Linked DNA regions of Sorghum bicolor: region 2 is linked to region 1. Evidence: chromatin contacts called from public HiCAR-type data. All regions are on one chromosome and are shown on one strand. Each heading gives the region's core, a stretch centred on a gene start, on an enhancer-like site or on the middle of the called end of the contact. The rest is flanking DNA. Distances are from core to core; before and after follow the strand shown. Region 1 holds the start of LOC110436541 (PGR5-like protein 1B, chloroplastic). Region 2 holds the start of LOC8061389 (inactive poly [ADP-ribose] polymerase RCD1).

What was found. HiCAR-type assays count read pairs that join an accessible place to other places.
Region 2: a contact with region 1 is called in a HiCAR-type map of leaf, with 7 times the contacts expected there. The contact joins the promoter of LOC8061389 here to the promoter of LOC110436541 in region 1. A contact is called at or near these places in 1 of 4 Hi-C or Micro-C datasets (leaf mesophyll) and 1 of 1 datasets of contacts at active chromatin or transcription factors (leaf).

The regions. Positions count from the first base shown.
Region 1 is chr1:418,375-423,882 of Sorghum_bicolor_NCBIv3, reverse strand. It overlaps LOC110436541 (PGR5-like protein 1B, chloroplastic), which reads right to left and starts at 2,545. Exons shown (of 11, transcript XM_021463789.1): 1 at 2,105-2,545; 2 at 1,883-2,004; 3 at 1,670-1,766; 4 at 1,433-1,533; 5 at 1,255-1,311; 6 at 1,061-1,137; 7 at 842-890; 8 at 379-489; 9 at 190-287; 10 at 17-92. The coding sequence starts at 2,543. The coding sequence ends at 23. It overlaps LOC8059253 (synaptotagmin-5), which reads left to right and starts at 5,019. Exons shown (of 9, transcript XM_021463802.1): 1 at 5,019-5,325; 2 at 5,471-5,508. The coding sequence starts at 5,221.
Region 2 is chr1:682,407-688,190 of Sorghum_bicolor_NCBIv3, reverse strand. LOC8061389 (inactive poly [ADP-ribose] polymerase RCD1) reads right to left here and starts at 3,539. Exons shown (of 8, transcript XM_021457901.1): 1 at 3,166-3,539; 2 at 1,972-2,305; 3 at 418-1,647; 4 at 1-205. The coding sequence starts at 1,484.

The DNA.
Region 1 (5,508 bases), core at 1,296-3,795:
GAGTGTAGACCCGTACCTTTGTTTATGCACTTGATGCTTCTGGAAGTGTGATCACCCGAGACTTTGAGTCATATTCCAGCTCAGTACTGCAACTGGAATTAGAACATTGCAACGATGCTTCTTAGAAATAAGCACATCAAGAGTGTAGACATGAATCTAGATAACATAATCTATGATAAAGGGACATACTTTGCACATTTCACTTTGTTTGTTGTACCGCCACTAGAGACTGACAGTATAGTCCCAAAGAAAGAAAGGTTCTCAGTACCACAATTTGGACATGGCCCCTAGATCCCGAGAAAAAAAAAATCATCAGTTTAGTACTTCAATATATATACTCTGCCATAAAGAACAATGGATAGCGCGATGGACAAATACCTTGAGGATTATAAAGTCCTGGACTATAGCCTTAGTCAATAACTGTGCTAGGAACAATATTAGGGGCAAAGCAGCAAACCATGTGAAAATGAATCCGAAAGGCTCTGGCAGCTGCATTATTCAAGAAGAATACAGAGTTAACAAAAGAAGGATTTGGACGTTGACCAATGACTTAAGCATGGATAAATTTTTATCCTCCAACCGGCAGAGAGCAAAGAATGCATATTAATAAGCAAATTGTGGTCATTCTTCAAAACTATAATTTGATATGTACAGCTTTATTATCCAGAAAAATATAAATACCAAGAAATATTTATTCTTTCAACATTTCTTGGACTAAGTAGTGGAGCTTTAGAGAGGGGGTGTGTCAGAGGGGCAATGGTCAGGATGTATCTCATATTTGGTCATAGATTAGTAAGAGATTGGATAAGAAATAAGGTACTTGAATCAGGTGGACACTGACCTGGAACACATTGATCTCAAAACCAGTCAATTCATCAATGAAAAAGAACCTAAATGCAAGGAAAGTAATGTTAGATATTCATCAAGATGGTGAACAAACACAACAAATTAAAGCCTACTAGCTTAAGTAAGTAAAAGAATAAGTGGAACAGTCATAGATATATAATAAAAGAAGATTTAAGTATAAGGATGAAGGATCCAAGAATGAGGATGAACTCACAGTCCCAGAGCTACAGTGGTGGCTGGAACATTTAGCAGGAACATCTTTAGGTAGTCAACATTCAAGTCGCTGTACACCTGTACCATATAGGACGCGTATTAGAATACTTGCACAGAGTAAAAGGTAATCAGCCTGCCATTGGAATACATCCATAACTCCGATTCTGTTGTAATAGATATAAACCAATTATTTACCTTATGACTCCTTAGACTGCACCTGGGACCCTCCATCACAATGACACTGCCGTCTGTCTAACGAAGGTGATGGAACAGCATAGCAGAGAACTTGATCAGCGAACATGGATATGAAGTGTGTGTATATATATACATCATCCTTGCAAGTACATACACAGGATGGAAGGAGAGGCCCAACCTTTAATTTGAGTTTGAGTTGGTCGAATTCAGCATCAGACATGATGGGGCTGCCAGCGGCATAGGCCATGGAAGCTTCCAGAAGCTTTTGCTCATCTTCGCCTGGAAACAGCACACAGGAAAGTAGTAATTTGTATCGACGCCACACCTTGGTTAGCATTAACTTTTGTTGCAAATTAAAGACTTGAGCACACAGGCTATATATTAGTAGTGGAGCAAATAAAATAAAGATGGTTACTTAGCATGACGACGCTGCTCCCCTCCCACATGAGCTCCTCCTTGAGGTTGTCAAACTCCTCGCTGGACATGATGGCCTTCTGGTCAAAGTAAAAGGCCTGTTTCGTTGGAGGGAACGGACGCTCAATGATCACAAAGAGTTAAGGTGAAAATCCTGTATGTATGTATGTATGTCCTTGTTGACAGTAGGTATGGACAGAGTAATAAATGAAACCTGACAGGCTTGCAGGAACTCCTGCTCCATCTCTCCGAGCGTCTTCTTCTGCTTCCTGTCGATGTTGCAGTAGGGGAGGATGTTGCTGTCCACCACCTCGTCGTCTTGTTCCTGAACCTGGCCTGGCCGAAGCAAAGCCACAGCCACAGCAAGCAAAGCAGTTATCATGAGATGGAGTGCGTGATTAAGTCGAACATGTGGAGTGCACCCGTTGAAGGATACCTTGCTGGTCGGTGGCGCGAAGACGGCGGCGGACGCGCAGCAGAGGCAGGGCGCCGCGAGCAGGGCGGGGGCGGGGAGAGAAGAAAGAGGCGGTTGTGGTGGCAGGTGGGTTGGAGCGGAAGCGAGGTGGTGCGTTGGTGGAGAGAGATGGGAGGCGAGACGCCGGCGATAGCCACACCTCGGACGCCATGCCAAGCGCGTTGCGATCGAGGCAAGCAAGCGACAGTGATGAGCAGGCGAGCGAGCTAGCTGGAGGGGAGAGAGAATGTGTGTGTGGTGAGGTGAGGTGAGGTGAGGTGAGGTGAGGTGTGGTGTGTGGATGGGCGGAACGGCGGGATAATGAGAGAGTATGATTGGTGGGAAGGAGCTCACTCCTGCGACTGCGACTGCGAATGGGATGTGTGGAGGAGGAGGAGGAGGGAACAAGAAGAAGATCCATCCCCGCTGCTGCTGCTGCTGCTGCTGCTTCGTCATGAGATTTCTCGACGCTCGATCGCTTGTCGTGTGGTGGGAGCTCACTGCTGATCCTATGGATTTTTTTTCCTTTTTCAGAAATTTGGCACCAATTGAGAGCGATAATATTTGGAGTGCCAGCGCGCCTCCTCGTGTGTTCGTGTAGTGTAGTGTAGTTTAGACCGGTTGCGGCTAGCTAGCTGCCAACATATATGTAGTGTGTGTAGCTGACGTAATATTTCTCTTCCAAGTTTTAGTCACCAATGATATGACGGGTTATTTGGATTCTCTCTGTCCCTCTCGGGCCTCTCGAATTAATATCCTGGTGCTTCTTGTGGCTATTTTTATGTTTTTTTTATTGTTTGTTCTGAAGCATTTAATTAGCATGGCTTTAGTGTAGTTTCAGTCGTTTGGTGCTCTGTTCACGAAATGTACCAAAAACATGAAAACCAGCCTCTAGACCCCGAAGTCCAAAGGCCTCAGAATATCTTGAAAGTCATACCAAACATGTTGGAATAACCAAAAGGTGTAAGCATACAATCGTACCTTTTTGATCATTAGTTTGCCTCCTGATGCGTGCCCTAGTACCAAAATAAAAACACCTGAGCACATATCACTCGCGACCACCATGGTGCTACAAACACATTCCTCTAGTGACTTAAACTTCACACCATGGACTCAAACATGCAAAGTGACCAATCCATCGTCTATAACACCAAAGCAATGCATCATCTGGATCTCGAAACTAGCTAGCTCAAAGAAACATTCAGTTAGGCACTAGATATCTAGGATTTGAGTACTGAATGGTACATCTATCTGAGTTACCTAGCTAGTGGTTATCAGTACTCCCAAAATTGCTAGAAATTCATGAGCTATATATAGCTCACGGAATGTGAAATTAACCCAACAAGTATATCACACGTACGCCTCAAAACTCCTTGAGGTCCATGTGTGCTTACAAATTCATGTCAGGCATGCTTGAGCGAGCCAAAAGGATGGAAGTAGCCTTCATATCCTATGTATTCTTCCTGATGCCTTGATATGTCAAAAACACCCAGGGAAGTACGTACATGTCATTTGCGGTCAGGAAAGGGAAAGAAACAAATGTCACTGACCTTCTTGAATACAGCCTCTGGGGTCTGGGCTGCATAATAGTCGACTAGTCTAGGGTCTCTGCATGGGGATCTCCATTAGATGAGGATCATATCGTCAGTAAAGAGGCAAAAAAGACAGAAATGGAGCGCAGTTGATTAACATTAGATTTTGGACGTCGTAGGGACTCGATCGTAGCAACCAGAGGCCGGGGCAACAGCAAATTTGTTTTGAAAGAAATTCGATCAAGTGCACTGTACTTATACTGGAGTAGTTCACCATGCGGCAAAGCAGTTACGCATATATTATTAGGAGGTTACGAGACATATATATATATATATGCGGGATATATACTAACGCTAGCAAGCAATACTAGCTTATACTGTACTAATATAAGTAATTAAAGCAATATAATAATGCGCGCGATTGCAATATCTTGTGGTTTCGAAGACGACAACTACTTCACCTCATGAATCGTCTCCTTCAATTCCCTCGATCGCCTCACCTCCACGACTACTATACTACTCTCGCTGTCGAGACGCATTGCACCCTCCGCCCTTGCTTCACCTCTCTCGCTTGATCGGTGCCGGCCGGCACCCTCTCTCTGCACCTGCAGCAGGCAGCCCGCGCGGAGACGACGACGATGGGGCTCGTCTCCGGGATGGTGGCGGGGCTGCTTCTGGGCGTGGCGCTCATGGCCGCCTGGAGCAGGATGATGCGCCGCCGCACCGCCAAGCGCGTCGCCAAGGTAACCTACTGGCTACTGGCACTGCACGCCGGTTGGTTGTTTATTACTATATATTTGTTGGCAATCTATCTATCTATCTATCTATCTATCTAGGAATTGAAGCAGTATATAAGTATTCATTCATTTGATTAATTTCATACCGTACCCAACCCACTAGTCTATATATCTGTAGTACACATGCTTCAAATAAAATGCCGGTTATTTATTTGCTCTTTAGGTTTAGGTGCCTGATGAATGAATAATACCCCTTGGTCGTCAAACCAAACTTTTTTTATGTAGCGCTAATTTTATGCTTTGAAAATTTAGCGGATGTATATAGCCCGGTATATGTTCATATTTCTCCTCAACAGGCAGCTGACATCAACATCCTTGGCTCACTCTCAAGAGACGATCTAAAAAAACTATGTGGTGACAATTTTCCTGAATGGGTGTCGTTTCAACAGTTTGAGCAGGTGAACGAAGCAACTGCACCTATATATGTTCTTTCTTATGAAAAATAATATTTAAACCTTATGTTCTGAAAGAGAAGAGTTTGTTTCAATCCTTTGCATCCTTCATGGCTACTTTATTTTAAAAATACGCCTCTATTTGGATGATCTCTGTCTATCTGTCATCGGTCCCTCCATTCAAACTGTTTGACTAATTTGTTGCTATTTTCATGTTGACTCATCAAAGAGGTTTTGTCTGTGGAGTATGGACAAAAATTTTTGGGGGGCAATGCAATTCTCTTTGAATTAAAACAGTTTTAAAAATCTTGTCTTTTGCTATAACTGCAATTATAAACCTACTGTTCATATGCACAAAGGTCAGAGCCTGAAATATAATGCGTGCTACTATGTTTCATAACTTATTGGACATGAAATTTGTTGCTCTACAGGTAAAGTGGCTGAACAAACACCTAAGCAAACTCTGGCCTTTTATAGCACAGGTATAAAAAAAAAGGAACTCGATACAAAATAATTTCATTTATTTTACTTACATCGATTCACCAACAGCCAAATTTCCAATTCATTTTGCACTTGGGACTGTTGAATCTATCTTTATGGCAATTTCTCTTTTCTACTTTGTATTAGGCTGCAACGTTGGTTGTCAAGGAATCTGTTGAACCACT
Region 2 (5,784 bases), core at 2,290-4,789, 260 kb before region 1:
TTCAGCAAATATGTGTTTATGCACATTAGAATCCCATATGATGTAATTCTGTGGATTTTGAAGATCATCCACGCCATTATCAAAACTTTCATTGGATGGCTGGAATTGCTTTGATCCAGGCAAAACAACCTCAACATTACCCATTATTACACGGCACAGCATCATTCTGATGATGCCATCTTCTTGAAACTCAGAATATCTGGCACTGTAAATAAACTTCAAGTAAGACTACAAGCAGCATTGGTCACTCGAAGTAAGGGAAAAAGGAAACCAGTAGCAAAGGTAAAGTTCTAAACTAGTAGTTGCAATGAAGAAAATTAGGAAAGGAAGAACTGAAGACCTAAAGACAACACATGTATAACATAGGAGAAGGAGCACACATAGAAAAAAAAAAATCCTGAAACAGAAGATGTTTACCATGAATTTGAACAGTTTGCAGGAGCAAGACAAGTCCCAACACCAAACATGGACCCCTTCTTAGGCTTTGCAGTTTCCAGAGCACCTCGCGTCGTCATCTGCTCCATGGTATATCTTGAGCAAGGAAGCCAAGCATAACGCACATTTGCATTCCCCCGACGACTCCTGGTCTCTTCAACCTCCTTTTGGAAGAGACCACAACGAACTTGCCATTGCTGATCTAGCAGTGGTGTTCTATAGATAGCAATAATATCTTTCTCGCTAAAAGGCTGACCTAATCCTTTGAGCAACAAATTCTGCACAGCTGAATCAACACGTGGACCATTGTTTGGCTTGCCAGTAGCTTGTATGGTTCCACTAAAATATTCATTCAAATGAAATGAAGGACCTGAATTATTTTCACCAACAGCTTCATACAGCCTGTTATGTGCTTTCAGGTTGTCCTCTGCAATATTACTGATCCTCTTGCTATGAGAAACTACTTCACCAACAGATACCGAACTTGAGCTTTCAGCTACACTTGACACTCCATCACACTCATCAGCTTCACCTTTCTCATGCTGAGATGGTTTAGATGTGTACAGTCCAGCAGATAAATCTGGAAAGAAGTGTTTGCCATGATCATCAACCCATGCTAGTGGTTTGTCTATGGTCATCTCATAATCTATGCAAATCATGTGAACGAAGTCCAACATGATGTGCTTGTTCTGGAACACAGCAGTAGTAATTGGCCTCTTCAACTGGAAGTCCTGTTGTGCTAGATTGACAACATCCTCTGGAAAATCACTCCAGTCACCATGTTGGTAGAAAAGCACACGCACAGGCAGCCCACTTGTCTTAAAGTTCCGATATGACTCCAATATAGATCCACTCCCACAGGAAATTAATTTAGACTTCTTACAGTTAGCTCTGTCATCAAATGTTGCAGGGTGTTTTCTTGGATCATGCTGAGAGAACACCATCACATCATTGCCTTCAGGGTGCTCCATAGCAGTCTCATGCTTTCGCTTGCGAATAGTAGCTTTCAGAACATGTTCACCCAATGCCAGAACGTTCCTCTGCTCCATTTCTTTTATAGAGACTCAACCCAAACCAAGTAGTTTTCTTTACAGATTTACACACTACTAAGTCAAGCAGTTAGCTTAATCTAGCTAATGATACCTAGACTCTGTTAACATAAAGTTAATTCCAAAACGAGCCACGCTATCCAAAACGGTAAGTGAAATGGACCTGAGACCAAAAAGGAAAAAAGAAGAGGGAAATAAAAATGAATGAAATAGATACACGAAGAAAACAAGAGGAGAATGAAAGTGTTGTGCGTAAACATTTATTTACAATTATAGTTACAGGGCACAAAATGCATGAGTTATTAACTTTAGAACTTCCCTTGTTGACATATTACTATTTCTTCCTAAAGTAAGTAAAGACCTTTTTCCCCAGTGCCCATATTATTTGATGTTAAAAAGTTATCGACGCTTAATTGAGTCCAGGGAGTTTTCTTGTTTGCAAACCGAATACGACTAGTAAAACAACTCTGCCAGAGTGATTCTTTACCCCACGCAGAGTAGAATTGTGTGTGCTCCACACCATCTCTCTGGATACTGCTGCTCTGGTAGAGCTGATGGCTGGTGCAGCCACACAAGGAGGCAGCAGAAGATCATAAGACACAGAAGCGTGCCAACCCTGCTTCCGCAACAGACATTACCGGCATGTCTGTGTTGTAAAAAAGACCCTTCATATCTTTGGCTCTTCTCTGTGGCCATTTTCCTAGGACACAGAAATGACAGCCACAGCGCTACCCCCGTAACAGTTTGATGGGAGTAAAAGCACCTTGTCATGTTGACGCAAGAACCTCAAATATAGATAGATGACGACGACCCTTGAGGCCCTGACGTGCAAAGCTTGTTATGCTCATTAGGCCAGAATTATAACATTTAACAATAAACTTTCCAAACACTTCCTCTAGAACTTGTACTGCATTAGTTTGCTAATTAAAAGTTGCACGCTGATGACCAGACACCCAAGGTTGACTGTCACTGGTACTTATATTACAGTTAATATAAAACATTGAACAATAAACTTTCCAAACACTTGTCTAAAACTTGTACGACATTAGTTTGCTCATTAACAGTTGCACAGTGACGACCAGACATCCAAGGTTGACTTTCATTAGTACTTACAGTAAATATAGAACATATACTTCACTCAGTTACAGATCACTTGTCCAATTTTTTTTAAACAGTTTCAAATCAGTTGTGAACTTAACCAATATATATAGTATCGTGCGGTGCTGTCCAAAGACTGCACAATACTAGCAAGATCATATATGATACGTCAGCGCTGCTAGAGTCATGCCTAGGTCGATAAGTGCACTAGAATCGTTCATAATTCATCATTGGGTGCAGGAATCGCTTCCCTATTGCCCTATTGCTTTGCTTTGTTATGTAGTCAGCGGGGCGCTGCTAGTGTCAATTGGTCTAGAATGTTGTTCATCCTACCATGAGGCAGCAAACGCATGATGACAGGTAAAGATTAGGAGCACAAACTAGCAACTAGTATACAATAACACAACAGAAACGCCGGCAGGGCGACACTAACTAATAGTACATGATACATCTAATACGCACTAAAAGAATCGCCTCAGAATAGCTTAATTCAATTCAATCGATCCGAATTAGCATACCACATAACAGGATCAACAAGAGACCAAATTAAGGGGAAAGGGAAGGGGAAGGAGGTAAGCAATACCAGTGGTAGGTCATCGGACCCGTCACGCGGAAGATCGGATAGAGATAGTCAGTCAAGCTCAAGCAGCGGAACGGATTGGACCGCAACACAAGAATTCTTCCTCTTGTTGTTTACTCTTGCGGGCTAAATTAAACGGCGCAGCGCAGTAGTAGATGAGGGGAAGTGAAAGATAGGCAAGCAGAAAACCGCGCCCTGGCCTTTTAAGGCGCCGCCACTGCCGGCGTCTTCCTCCTCCCCCCCCCCCCTGCCCCGCGGCGTTCCTGTGGGTGGTGTGGGCAGTCGGCTCCTGCTTTCCCCTCTTCCTTCCTCCCCTGGGTTGGGGTTGCGTTTCCGTTCCGGTGGGCGCAGAGAGAGGAGAGGGGAGAGCGAGCGAGCGAGGCGGCCCCGGGTGCGACTCCCGCGTACATGTAGCGACGGGCCGACACGGGCAGGCGCCGCATCGGGCCGTCCGTTGCGTCCTGTGGGCGGGATCGGACGGCCCCCCCTTTGGTGGGTCCAGGTCGGCCGGCCATCGGTTTGGGGTTTCTTGGAGAGGGGGGCGTGGACGGTGGACTTGGCCCACCGCTTCTGCCGCTTCCGTTTCCGGGAAGCAGGAGCCAGGAGGAGAGGAGAGTGTGATGCTGGCCCACAATTCTTTTTATATAAATAAATAAATAAACAAATGGTATGGTCTTTATATTTTGCTTAACCCAATTGAATACTCTACTATTGTACCAGTGGTTTACCTTTGGTAGACGCGTATGGTTTCATTTCTTCTCTCTCCTCTTTTCTTAGGCCTTATTTAGTTTATGAAATTTTTTAGATTTCGCTACTGTAACATTTTTAGTTTTATTTAATAATTATTATTTAATTATAGACTAACTAGATTAAAAAGATTCGTCTCGCAAATTACAGGTAAATTGTGCAATTAGTTATTTTTTTTATCTATATATTAATGTTTCATGCATGTGCCTCCATATGTGTTTGTACTAATTGTTATGGTCTACAGTTACAACATGAAGGTATGTATGTCTAGATTTGGATTTCTGTTTCAGACAAAGGATTTTGGAACTTTAAACTAAATAATAATAATAATAATAATAATAATAATAATAATAATAATAATAATAATAATAATAATAATAATAATAATAATAATAATAATAATAATAATAATAATAATAATAATAATAATAATAATAATAATAATAATAATAATAATAATAATAATAATAATAATAATAATAATAATAATAATACCAGGGACAGAAATATCAGTCTGTCGTCATGCTTTTCAGTTGGTTGACATAACATGGTACTACTATGAATAGTGAAAGCGAAATCTCAGGAGAAAAATAATAAAATGAAAATGAAATCTGACGTGAAAAATAATTTCTTGGAACCGAGACCTTTTGCCCTTTCCTTCTTATTTTTTTTAAGGTAGCCCGTACCAAAAAAACAAGGCATAGTAGTTGGGCCGGCCCAGCATCTCTGCCGAACAAGAACCAACAAAAGTTATCGACCCATACAAATTAAGGCCCACATCCAACCGTTGCCTTCTCTTACGACGGCGGCGGCTCGCCGCTACAATGACGATCGACGACGACGACGACGACGTGCCACGCCAACCAACTCCAACCAGTGCAACTCCCTCCGTCGTCTCGCCCGTCGCTATCTCGACCGGCACGCGCAGCGCAGACCAAACTCCGGCCGGCCGTCGCCGTCGCCGCCACCACCTCCACCTCCACCTCCACCCACCGATACCCCGGCCGGCCGGCCGACAGCATTCAGGCGGCTCTGCGGCGCCCACGTACTACACTCCTCGCTCATCACCCGGCCGCTCTCCTAGCCTCATGCGTATGCATTGCTTGCCATTCGCCAACATTCGGATAAATTAAATGTGCCAATAATAATTCCGATAGATCTGAATAATTTATGTGTACAGTCCCTTTTCATTAAATTCAATCCTGCCGAACTGCCAGTGCCAAATTGCCAATCACCACTCCACCCACAGTGCTACACAACAAAACACGACAAGGGATATTTTGATATTTTTAGAAAAGTCGTCTTATAAATGGAGGGAGTAGATTTGTTCATCTGGGTAAAACTATTATATAATTTAATCCATTGCCTGCTTCAATTATTTCATGAACTACGTACTCCCTCCATACCTATAATAGGTGACGTTTTAGATCAAGAATCAGTTTTGAGAAAAAAAAAATGACGTTGCCGCCATGAGAGGCTTAAACATGACGCGTTTGTCCCTACACCGCGTGCCTCTTCAGCTGCCGCAAGGCTCGCGCGCTGGCTGCGCATTAAAGGCCCACACCTCTCACTGCTGGCCTTCCGCAAAAAAATACTGCGCTGATTGGGTTCAAACTCTGCACCCCGCACAATGGGACTCACAGGCTGCTGCTCTAGCCACTTGGGTTCAACAACTTTCTTGTTTGAAGAGCAGTCATGACTCTGTTTATTTAATAGGGGTAGAGATAGAAAAATACCTTCTAATTAATCACTCCTTTGTAAGCACAATCATGTCCTAAACGTCAAGAATTTCAGGTATGAAGGGAGTACCTAGGCTAAAAAACAGAAACATTCACTTTACAACATCGTCCGACATGAAAAAAAAGGTGTCTCTTA